Linked DNA regions of Mus musculus: region 2 is linked to region 1. A link is a contact called in public ChIA-PET data. All regions are on one chromosome and are shown on one strand. The core of a region is the stretch at or near the end of the contact, and the rest is flanking DNA. Distances in the headings are between cores, read along the strand shown. Region 1 has its middle 22 kb from the start of Man2a1. Region 2 overlaps Man2a1 (mannosidase 2, alpha 1).

Region 1 (4,398 bases), core at 1,212-3,711:
TCCCTGTTTGAGAGGTGAGGAGAGCCAGACCCTGAAAGGTTTAAAACCTTATTTAGGACTTTACAAGATCATGGACTGACATGTCTGCAAGCTCCGTGCCTGAAACTCTAACATATCCTGTAATGGAGCTGGCAGATGCATCTACTGCCCCAGCAGGGATTAACAGACTGATTGACTATTATTCTTTGTTTAAGGAGGTGGCTGCAGCCTGCTTTGTTTACTCAAGACTCAGGCAAATCAGAATATAACCGAAGAACAAATAAGGTAGCCCAACAGGGGAACTATTTGTATAAAAGACCAAGGTACACAGAGCGAGGAAATAGAAAAATAAAAAAACAAGCAACACAGCCACCATCTCGTTCTCAAAGAATGAAAGATCAATGACTTCACATTTCATTTCAACCTAATCGCTCAGCATCAGGATCAAAGGAGGGTTTGGCCAGAGTCTCTTTGTTCCCTGTGCCAACAGTGTGTTAAGCAAGAAATGAAGAACGGGCTCCTTCTCATCATCTCTGCAAGACTTTGGGCATCTTGCTTTCCAATACAAAAGACTAGGAGTGTAGGATGTGAGGATGTACTGTGAAGGTCACAGGAAGAGTTTTGGTCCTTGAAGGTGAAAGAAAGCAAGTAAACAAAATAAAACTGTTTAAGTCACAGGGAGCTCAAAGGGACTCCCTTCATCCTGGGGCCGGGGCTATCTCCTTACTCACAACTACTGCTCTTTCCTTGCTACCCAAAAGCAACACATCTATGGGACACTTTTGTTATTAAGTATCCTGTTCTAACAGGTCCATGAACTCTTTAAGGGCAAGGACAGTATTATTTTCTGAACATCTGGTAGGGTTTTAGCAGGAAGCTTGAAGAGAGCAAGCAGTTGGTAATTCCTCCTTAATCTGATTTGACATTTGTTTGTTCTTTGTTGTTAGTAATGCCAAACCGAGAGGTTTTGAGATAGTGCAAAGGAAAACAAGATAAAACAAACAGTAACCAGTATGCCCTTCCCCCTGGCTAAGATAGGATTGAAACATTTTCTGCCTCTACCAACCATTTCCCTGGGGAGTCAAGCCAAGCCTCCAACACATTAACAATGTTAATGTTCTCCTGTAGGCGGACAGGCAACTCTTGGGCTTGCTTCTAATCTTCCTTCTCTTCTTTAGATAGAATGACTTAACTCCACTAATTTTCAGAGGCGGGGGTGGGAGGAGTGGGGAGAGGAGGTGGGGTGGAGGGAGCTGAGACTGTCTTCGGGAATCTCCACTTGTCACACATATCCTATATGGAAATGGAAAGAGGCAGAGATGCACAGATAAACGCAGAGTTTAACCCCACAGCCCCAGAGCAGAACTATTAAGAGCTTCAACCAGAATGGGAACTTGATATTTTGGGCTATTTAAGAACATTTATTATTTATTTGTTTGTTTTTTATTTATTTATTTAGCTGAAGCCAGGCAAGTTTTACTTTCAGAAATAGCTGCAGTCTCTATATCTAAGTGGGTATGGACAAAAAGGAAGACACCAAAAGCCTGTGGGAGGTTCTAGTTTTTAGCTCAGCTGTTTATATTCGATCATGCACTTGCTTGACTGTGAGACTCTGTGACTCTCACAAATCTTCCTAACTGGCCTGGCAAATCACTAGGAATTTCCTAGGAATGCTGGGGTATTTGTCATCCCCCCCCCCACTCTTGCAGAAATTAAATGGTGGGATATTTTGTGCCTTTTGATGAACATGTTTCTACACTGTTGTAGAAATCAATATTTTTAGCTTGGCTCCTTTTCAGGAACCTCATTTTCTGAGCCCCATTTTTTACCTGTAAATGAACAAGTTAGACAAGTTGACTTTAGGAATCTTTTCCTCTAGGTCACTAATGTTCTGTGTTATGGCTTATTCGAGATAGGGTATAAAAGAGAGATGTCCAGCTGAAATCAAGGACACACGACGTGAGGTCCCAGCCCTGCCATTTCCCAGTACATTAATCCTCTCTCCACCTTAGTTTCTTTTGCCTGTAAGATCCATTTCAGTTCTAAATTGTATAGTTTTATGGCATTGCTTATTGAGTCTGAAAATATCACAAACATAAGATCTTAGGAATTACCTTTAAGACTTTTGTACCACACAGATTGTATGACAAAAATAACCGAATTGGATCATCAACCAATAGCATTTATTGTACAAGCAAATGGTTTATCTGCCCAAATGTATAGAGGTGACAAGATGTATATTTTGCAGACACCATCATTAATGATGGTCTCACTTGTCCTATAGTAATTGAATTTTAAATCACAATTAATATTTAACACTAATTACTGCCACGATCTCTTGTTTTCATGAGGTTCAACACTGTCAAGTTGATAAATTTTGTATTTTTAACACTCTAGTTTGCCTGCTTCCTAGGATGGTGCGGCTGGCCAACAGCCAAGTGAGCACAGATTGGCGCTTCATAGCCTTAGAAAACCACATGCCTGTCAAGTGCTTATGTAACCCACTTCCTGCCGCGGTTTCCACTTTCGGGTTTAACTAATTCTTTTCCTTCCTCTTCCAGGAAATGAGGTGTCATTTAAAAAAAAAAAACAAAACCGAAACGTTTTCCTTGATTATGGTGGGACCAGTGTGTGAGTCTGAGTGTGTGAGCACAGTGGGACAAGATGTTTTGGGCTACAGCCACCATCTATGAGACTCGGGGGAGCTCTGCTTTGAGGTAGGACAGCAGGCCTATCTACTTCCCTTCTGTCTCACTGGCTTTGCTAAGAGAGAGACAAGATAGGATGGCTTTAATGTATCAAACAAGGAGAACAAACAGTGGACTATTGGTAACATTTCTTGAGCCTCTCCTATGTTGCCAGGAGCTGTTTAACTCATCTTTGGCTCATCCGGATACTTGAGCTACCAACAGGCTTGGGAGCTCTGCAGTGCCCTTGGGACTCTGTTTTGCACTCACCCCCATTCCCTCCCTCCCAGTCATTTTTTTTCCTTTCCATTCTTGATGGTGTTTGTCCACTGAAACGCCTCATCTGATGGGAAGAAGACCACCAGAATACTCGTGGTCCCACTCTCCTAACTCAGTTAATCCCAAGGGTGAAAGACTCCCTCTCGTATCTGGGCTCAGATTGGTCTTCTTGTCACATGTTCATGGCTGGCCTGCACCCTATGCTTAGGGGTCAGGCACAGGGGTAGGCCCGTCCCTATGTGGAGTAGGGGTGTGTGTGTGTGTGTGTGTGGTGTTGTGTTTTATAAAAAGATAAGCAGAGAAGGAATATGTTTGGTGGAGGTGCTATAAGGTGTGGGGGAAGGGGGTGCCTCTGCTGGCCCATGCTGAGGCATCCCTTCCAGATTTGAGTTTATTCAGGGTATGGGGAGGGGATCTGAGAGAAGGGGGGGAGGAGAGAGAGAGAGAGAGACTGGCCATGAACACATGGAGAGAGGTGGGGGGAGGAGGATGAGGAGGGGGGAACAGGAGTAAGAGGACAGCAAGAAAGAGAGGAGGGGCAAGCAGCCCCCTTTATAGTGAGTCAGGCACACCTGGATGTTGCCAGGTAACTGTGGGGCAGAGCCTCGACTAAATGCCAACTGGAGGAGTTTTCTTTTTGAAGAGGTCAGGGGGAAAAGTAGTGGTGAAGTTTCCTAGACAAAGATTACCCCAGATGTCACAGTGAGCTACTTAAGGGCAACGTTGGTTTGAGCTGCCAGTTTGAAGGTTTTTGTTGACTGAACAGAACAGTCATCCCAAATGAGATGGCTAAGAGTTGTTAGTTGTTAGTTGTTATGCGGGCACACCTGTTAGCAGGCATTTCTCAGGCTGCCTTGAACTGCCTCTCTCCCTCAGCTGAAGGCTCCTGCCATGCTGGTGCTGAGGCAGCAGCTAGATTTCTCTTGGAGACGAAGCCATCTAGATTTAAAGGCATATGGTCTGACTTGGATGGCATACAGTTTGCAAGATGGCTTCGAAGCCAAGCTTGCTGCTTATTTCATGCCCTGCGTATTTAATCGCTGCTCGATGTGAATGGAGCATTTTATCTTGAGATCTGAGCCACTGACATATTACCTGTGTTCAGTTAGAAAATCTCTTCCAACATATCAAGGTGATCTTCGGGAGGTGCAGGGGTGGGGGGAGTTCATGGAGATGGTTTGCTTGGGGTAGATTGCTGTAGGGCACCCATGTTTTCGGTCAGCTTGATCATATTGCAGAAAACAACAACCACCACAAATGCTCTTACTTGAATAATTTTCTGGAAAAACTTGGGGTCCTGAAGAAAAATTCTTCTGTGGTTAGTGAATATCTTTGGCTTATTTCAGCTTCTGAAAGAAATATATCATGGAGCCTTGCCCAAGTCACTTGTTGTATGAGGGGCAACACATAGCTGGTGTATTGCATCTCTCTGAAGTGCATTTCTTCTTAGCTC
Region 2 (4,398 bases), core at 597-3,096, 150 kb after region 1:
GCATGCCTGAATTAGTGATATTGAAGCCCACTGTGGGTGGCACCATTCCTCAGGCAGGTTGTCCTTGCTTGTGAGTGTATGCATGTATGTGTGTGCATGTCCCTCAGTGGTGGGTTGTACCTGCAGGTATAATATAAAATAAACTCTTTGCTGGAAGTCACATTTGGTCAGAGTATTTTACCACAGCAACAGAAAAGTAGTCAGAGCAGCACCATGAATAGTCTTGCCACTAATGTACCAGTGGGTACATCTTGCCTGCTTGTCAGTATTGTAACATGTGAGGGCCACCACTAGCTAAGATGATTGATGTCTTCTCTCTCAGACACCCGTATAGCACCTTCCAGTACTATGCAAGCGAGGCCTAGCAGGGAGAGTTTCCTGGTCAGTTTAAGATCGATTTCTCTGTGTCCTGCAGTGAAAGTCTGTAGTGTCCAGGAATCTATGGTGGGCAACCAAGAGCAATGGCAGCATCTCCCTTAATAAACTATCCCTCAGTCCCCCAATTCTGGTTTCCTGGTTTCTACATGTACTTCAGGTTAAATACACAGATGCACACCTAAACAAACAATAGATTTGAAGCTGTGGACCACATAGGAGAGGACATGTGACTTTTTTTCTAGTTGGGTGCAAGCCAGATGCCCTCATCCTTTCTTGACCTAATCAAAAGGTGGGGGCCACTTATAGGATTCTGGATTCTTTCTGGGAAGTGTTCAGGGCTCTCTTGCTTTTTTTTTTTTTTTTTTTTTTTTTTTGGTTTTTCGAGACAGGGTTTCTCTGTATAGCCCTGTCTATCCTGGAACTCACACTGTAGACCAGGCTGTCCTCAAAGTCAGAAATCCACCTGCCTCTGCCTCCCAAGTGCTGGGATTAAAGGCGTGCTTTCCTCTCATTAGATTTCCTCTGATTGGATGTGGCAAAGTGCTATGTGATTTTGCAGAGTCTGTCCCATGGGGAAAATACGCTGTGTCTTCCAGAGCTGTTCAACTGAGATGACAGGGAAGGGCCAACACCAATCTGTTCAGCACCAAGGGAGGCTGCTGCAAGTAGCTTTGGCAGGATAAGGCCAGGGGCATAGGGAGTGGACAGAAGGTAATGCAAGCAAGCAGAGGCGGTGGGTGGAAACATCATCTTTGCTGATCAGAACTGCCCCCACCACACACACACACACTGTCATGCCAAGAGTCTTTATACCTCTGTGTTCCCTGTGCCTTGCCTTCCACACCTAGGGCATACTAAGGATGGCTTCCAGCTTTGCTCTCTCAAGAGATATGTATCTTAGGTCAATAAGCTAATTCTAAGCAAATATTAAACAGCTGAGGCTTCCTCTCTCTTGCCCCCATTCTCCTGACCTGTTCTGCAGGGAAGGCCCTGCAGATACCAGCGTATTGGTCTGCACATCGGAAGCTGCTGTTCCAAAATTAGAATGTGAGAGGACCTCCTGCTGGTGACCCATTGTTTTCTTGACATGTAGGAAAATTGTCTTTCTTTCCAACTGCTTTAAAGTATTTTTATAAACACAAATAATGCATACATACCCCCTTGCCACAGTTTTAATGCTTTATACACGTAATGTCTGAACATTTGAAGATATGTAGGTGTGTTCTTGTGTGCACATAGGCAACTCCATGCCTCTGGAAAACTGTAGCATGGTGTTTAGGGCACTACACAAAAGTGCACTCTCTCCAGAAGCCTGTCTGCCTGGATACACAGCCACCCCATTCTTGTTCTTTGCAGCACTGTCCCCCATATCAGAGCGGTTTTCTAGTCATCTCCCTCTTGACAGCCATCTGGCATGTTCTCCTGTTGTTTACTCTTAGAAGTGGCAGTCAAAGGGTGTGCAGGGGTGTGCTTCCGGTGTGTGCTTCCGGTGTGTGCTACCCTGTGCTCCTCTCAGCCCCGAGGTGGCGAGGATCACTTCTGGGCCTCTTGGCTAAGATGGTGTGTAGTTCAGTCAGGAGGAACTGCACTGGAGCAGTCATTTTAAAATAAACCTCATTATGAAAAGCTTGCAAGTGAAAACCACTGGAATTAACCAGACCCAAAGACCGCACATCTCACTGAACCTATGCGGTTAGAATAGCCAGGCTTTGAAATACATATTATTTTCTTGACATCTAAAGAAAGTGGCCTTTTAAAAATAGGGCTTGGAGGTTGTTGATGGGATGTATTCCCAGGTGAGTCAGTCTCTTGATGGTCATGCCTTCAGTCTCTGCTCCACACTTTGTCTCTGTAACTCTTTCCGTGGGTGTTTTGTTCCTCCTGCTAAGAAGGATCGAAGTATCCACACTTTGTTCTTCCTTCTTCTTGAGCTTCATGTGGTCTGTGAATTGTATCTTGGGTATTCCGAGCTTCTGGGCTAATATCCTCATATCAGTGAGTGCATATCATGTGTGTTCTTTTGTGATTGGGTTACCTCACTCAGGATGATATCCTCCAGATCCATCCATTTGTCTAAGAATTTCATAAATTCATTCTTTTTAATAGCTGAGTAGTACTTCATTGTGTAAATGTATCACATTTTCTGTACCCACTCCTCTGTTGAGGGGCATCTGGGATCTTTCCAGCTTCTGGCTATTATAAATAAGGCTGCTATGAACATAGTGGAGCATGTATCCTTATTACATGTTGGGGCATCTTCTGGGTATATGCCCAGGAGTGGTATTGCTGGATCTTCCGGTAGTACTATGTCCATTTTTCTGAGGAACCACCAAACTGATTTCCAGAATGGTTGTACCCCCAGACACTATTGTGAATGCCAACAAGAGCTTGCTGACAGAAGCCTGATAAAGCTGTCTCCTGGAGAGGCTCTGCCAGTGCCTGACAAATACAGAAGTAGATGCTCACAGCCATCCATTGAACAGAGCACAGGGTTCCCAATGAAGGAACTAGAGAAAGTACCCTGAAAAGAGTACCCTGAAAAGAGAAAGGAGCTTAAAGGGGTTTGCAGCCCCATATGAGGAACAACAATATGAACTAACCAGTACCACCAGGGCTCCCTGGGACTAAACCACCAATCAAAGAAAACACATGATGGGACTCATGGCTCTAGCTGCATATGTAACAGAGGACGAACTAGTCGGTCATCAATGGGAGGAGAGGCCGTTGGTCCTGTGAAGGTTCTATGCCCCCAGTATAAGCAATGCCTGGACCAGGAAGTGGGAGTGACTGAGAGGATTAGCTGTGATGCCACCAGCCTCAGGACTGTCAGCAAGTGACGGGGCAGGGTTACACAGTGATCTGGGAAGAGTGTGGCCTCAGAAAGTATCAATGCCAGCTGGCTCCCCCATGCCCTCTTCGCCTGTGCCTGTCAGCAGACATGCTAGCACACTACACTACAGAGCCCATGTTCTCACGTGTGTGCTTGCCCGGGATGAAAATTGCTGTCCCTTTGTTTTTCCAGAGTCTTTTACTTTACCACACGCCAATCTGGTTTCCTCCCATGCCACATTATTTCTATTTGATGAGGGATGTGTTTTTCTTTCTTGGTTATTTCCGTTGAGTGGTGATTCAGCCCTTAGTGTGCTCAGAGATTCGAAGTGGAATGTAAGGATGGTGTGTAAGATAGTTTGTCTGTGAGAAGCCTGGAAACTCTCAGAAGACACACTGCCTCCGTCCAGGGCTGAGGCCCAAGACTGCCTTAGACCTGGACAACAGCTCAGAGAGAGACTTGCTAGCCTCTGTTGCTTTGTAACCTGCCTCTAGTCTAGTCTTGTTTTATGTTGCTAAGGACAGGCATCCTCCACTCTCTCTGCAGCAGAAGTGCAGGTCTTAGCACTGACTTCTCATGGCTGCATCCCAGTTGTGACTTTGCTCTTCCCTCTTTAAAGGACTAACCTTGTACAACCGAAACCATTTTTTCTTTCTCAAGATTACAGAAAACCCACAAGAACCTAGAAAGCCATGGTAGCACAAGCCAGAGAAACCAACTTTGGTAAATTAGCTATCTCTCTGTCACTAACTGTAGAGCTCAGACCAATGGTCCTGACTGGCCTCTGGGGTGCTTTCCACTCAACCCTCAGGCCTCCTTGGACTCACTCAGGGAATTCTTGACCCAGCAGAGGTTGGTAGCCTTCCGTCCTAGCCACACTTATGCTTTACCTAGTCGCTTGAAGGACTCTGGCATACTGACTGGCTTTTATTGCAGGCACTGTTTTTTATTTGTTTTTGTTTTTGTTTTATTTACAGAATAGGCATTTTAAGTTTGAACTTAGTTTACAAGACTATCTTGGTTCTGAATTTAAATCAATGCCTTGCAGATTTGTGAATGAACATAGGGCTTCTTTTTAAGGGGCTTGAAGTATTTGTTGCCACAACAGGATGTGAGCACAGTACTGGGCTTGAGAAAGATGGCTTTCTCAATGGAATAATTTATCATTGCCAGAGGTAACATGAAATTAT

Evidence for each region. ChIA-PET counts read pairs in DNA pulled down with a chosen protein or histone mark.
Region 2: a contact with region 1 is called in an RNA polymerase II ChIA-PET map of memory CD8 T cells, with 5 read pairs. The contact joins two enhancer-like sites. A contact is called at or near these places in 1 of 39 promoter capture datasets (embryonic stem cells), 2 of 115 datasets of contacts at active chromatin or transcription factors (embryonic stem cells and memory CD8 T cells) and 2 of 9 other capture datasets (adipose tissue and liver).

What each region holds. Positions count from the first base shown.
Region 1 is chr17:64,577,455-64,581,852 of GRCm38.p6, forward strand. No RefSeq gene overlaps it. Among named protein-coding and RNA genes, the nearest start is that of Man2a1, 22 kb to the right of the region's middle. Within about 2 kb of position 2,462, at least 48 of the 459 cell types and tissues checked have an H3K27ac peak or open chromatin away from gene starts, as enhancers often do. A contact at or near this core is called in memory CD8 T cells, where this site is marked.
Region 2 is chr17:64,724,360-64,728,757 of GRCm38.p6, forward strand. The region is part of intron 16 of Man2a1 (mannosidase 2, alpha 1); the gene reads left to right. Among named protein-coding and RNA genes, the nearest start is that of Dreh, 41 kb to the right of the region's middle. Within about 2 kb of position 1,847, at least 40 of the 459 cell types and tissues checked have an H3K27ac peak or open chromatin away from gene starts, as enhancers often do. A contact at or near this core is called in memory CD8 T cells, where this site is marked.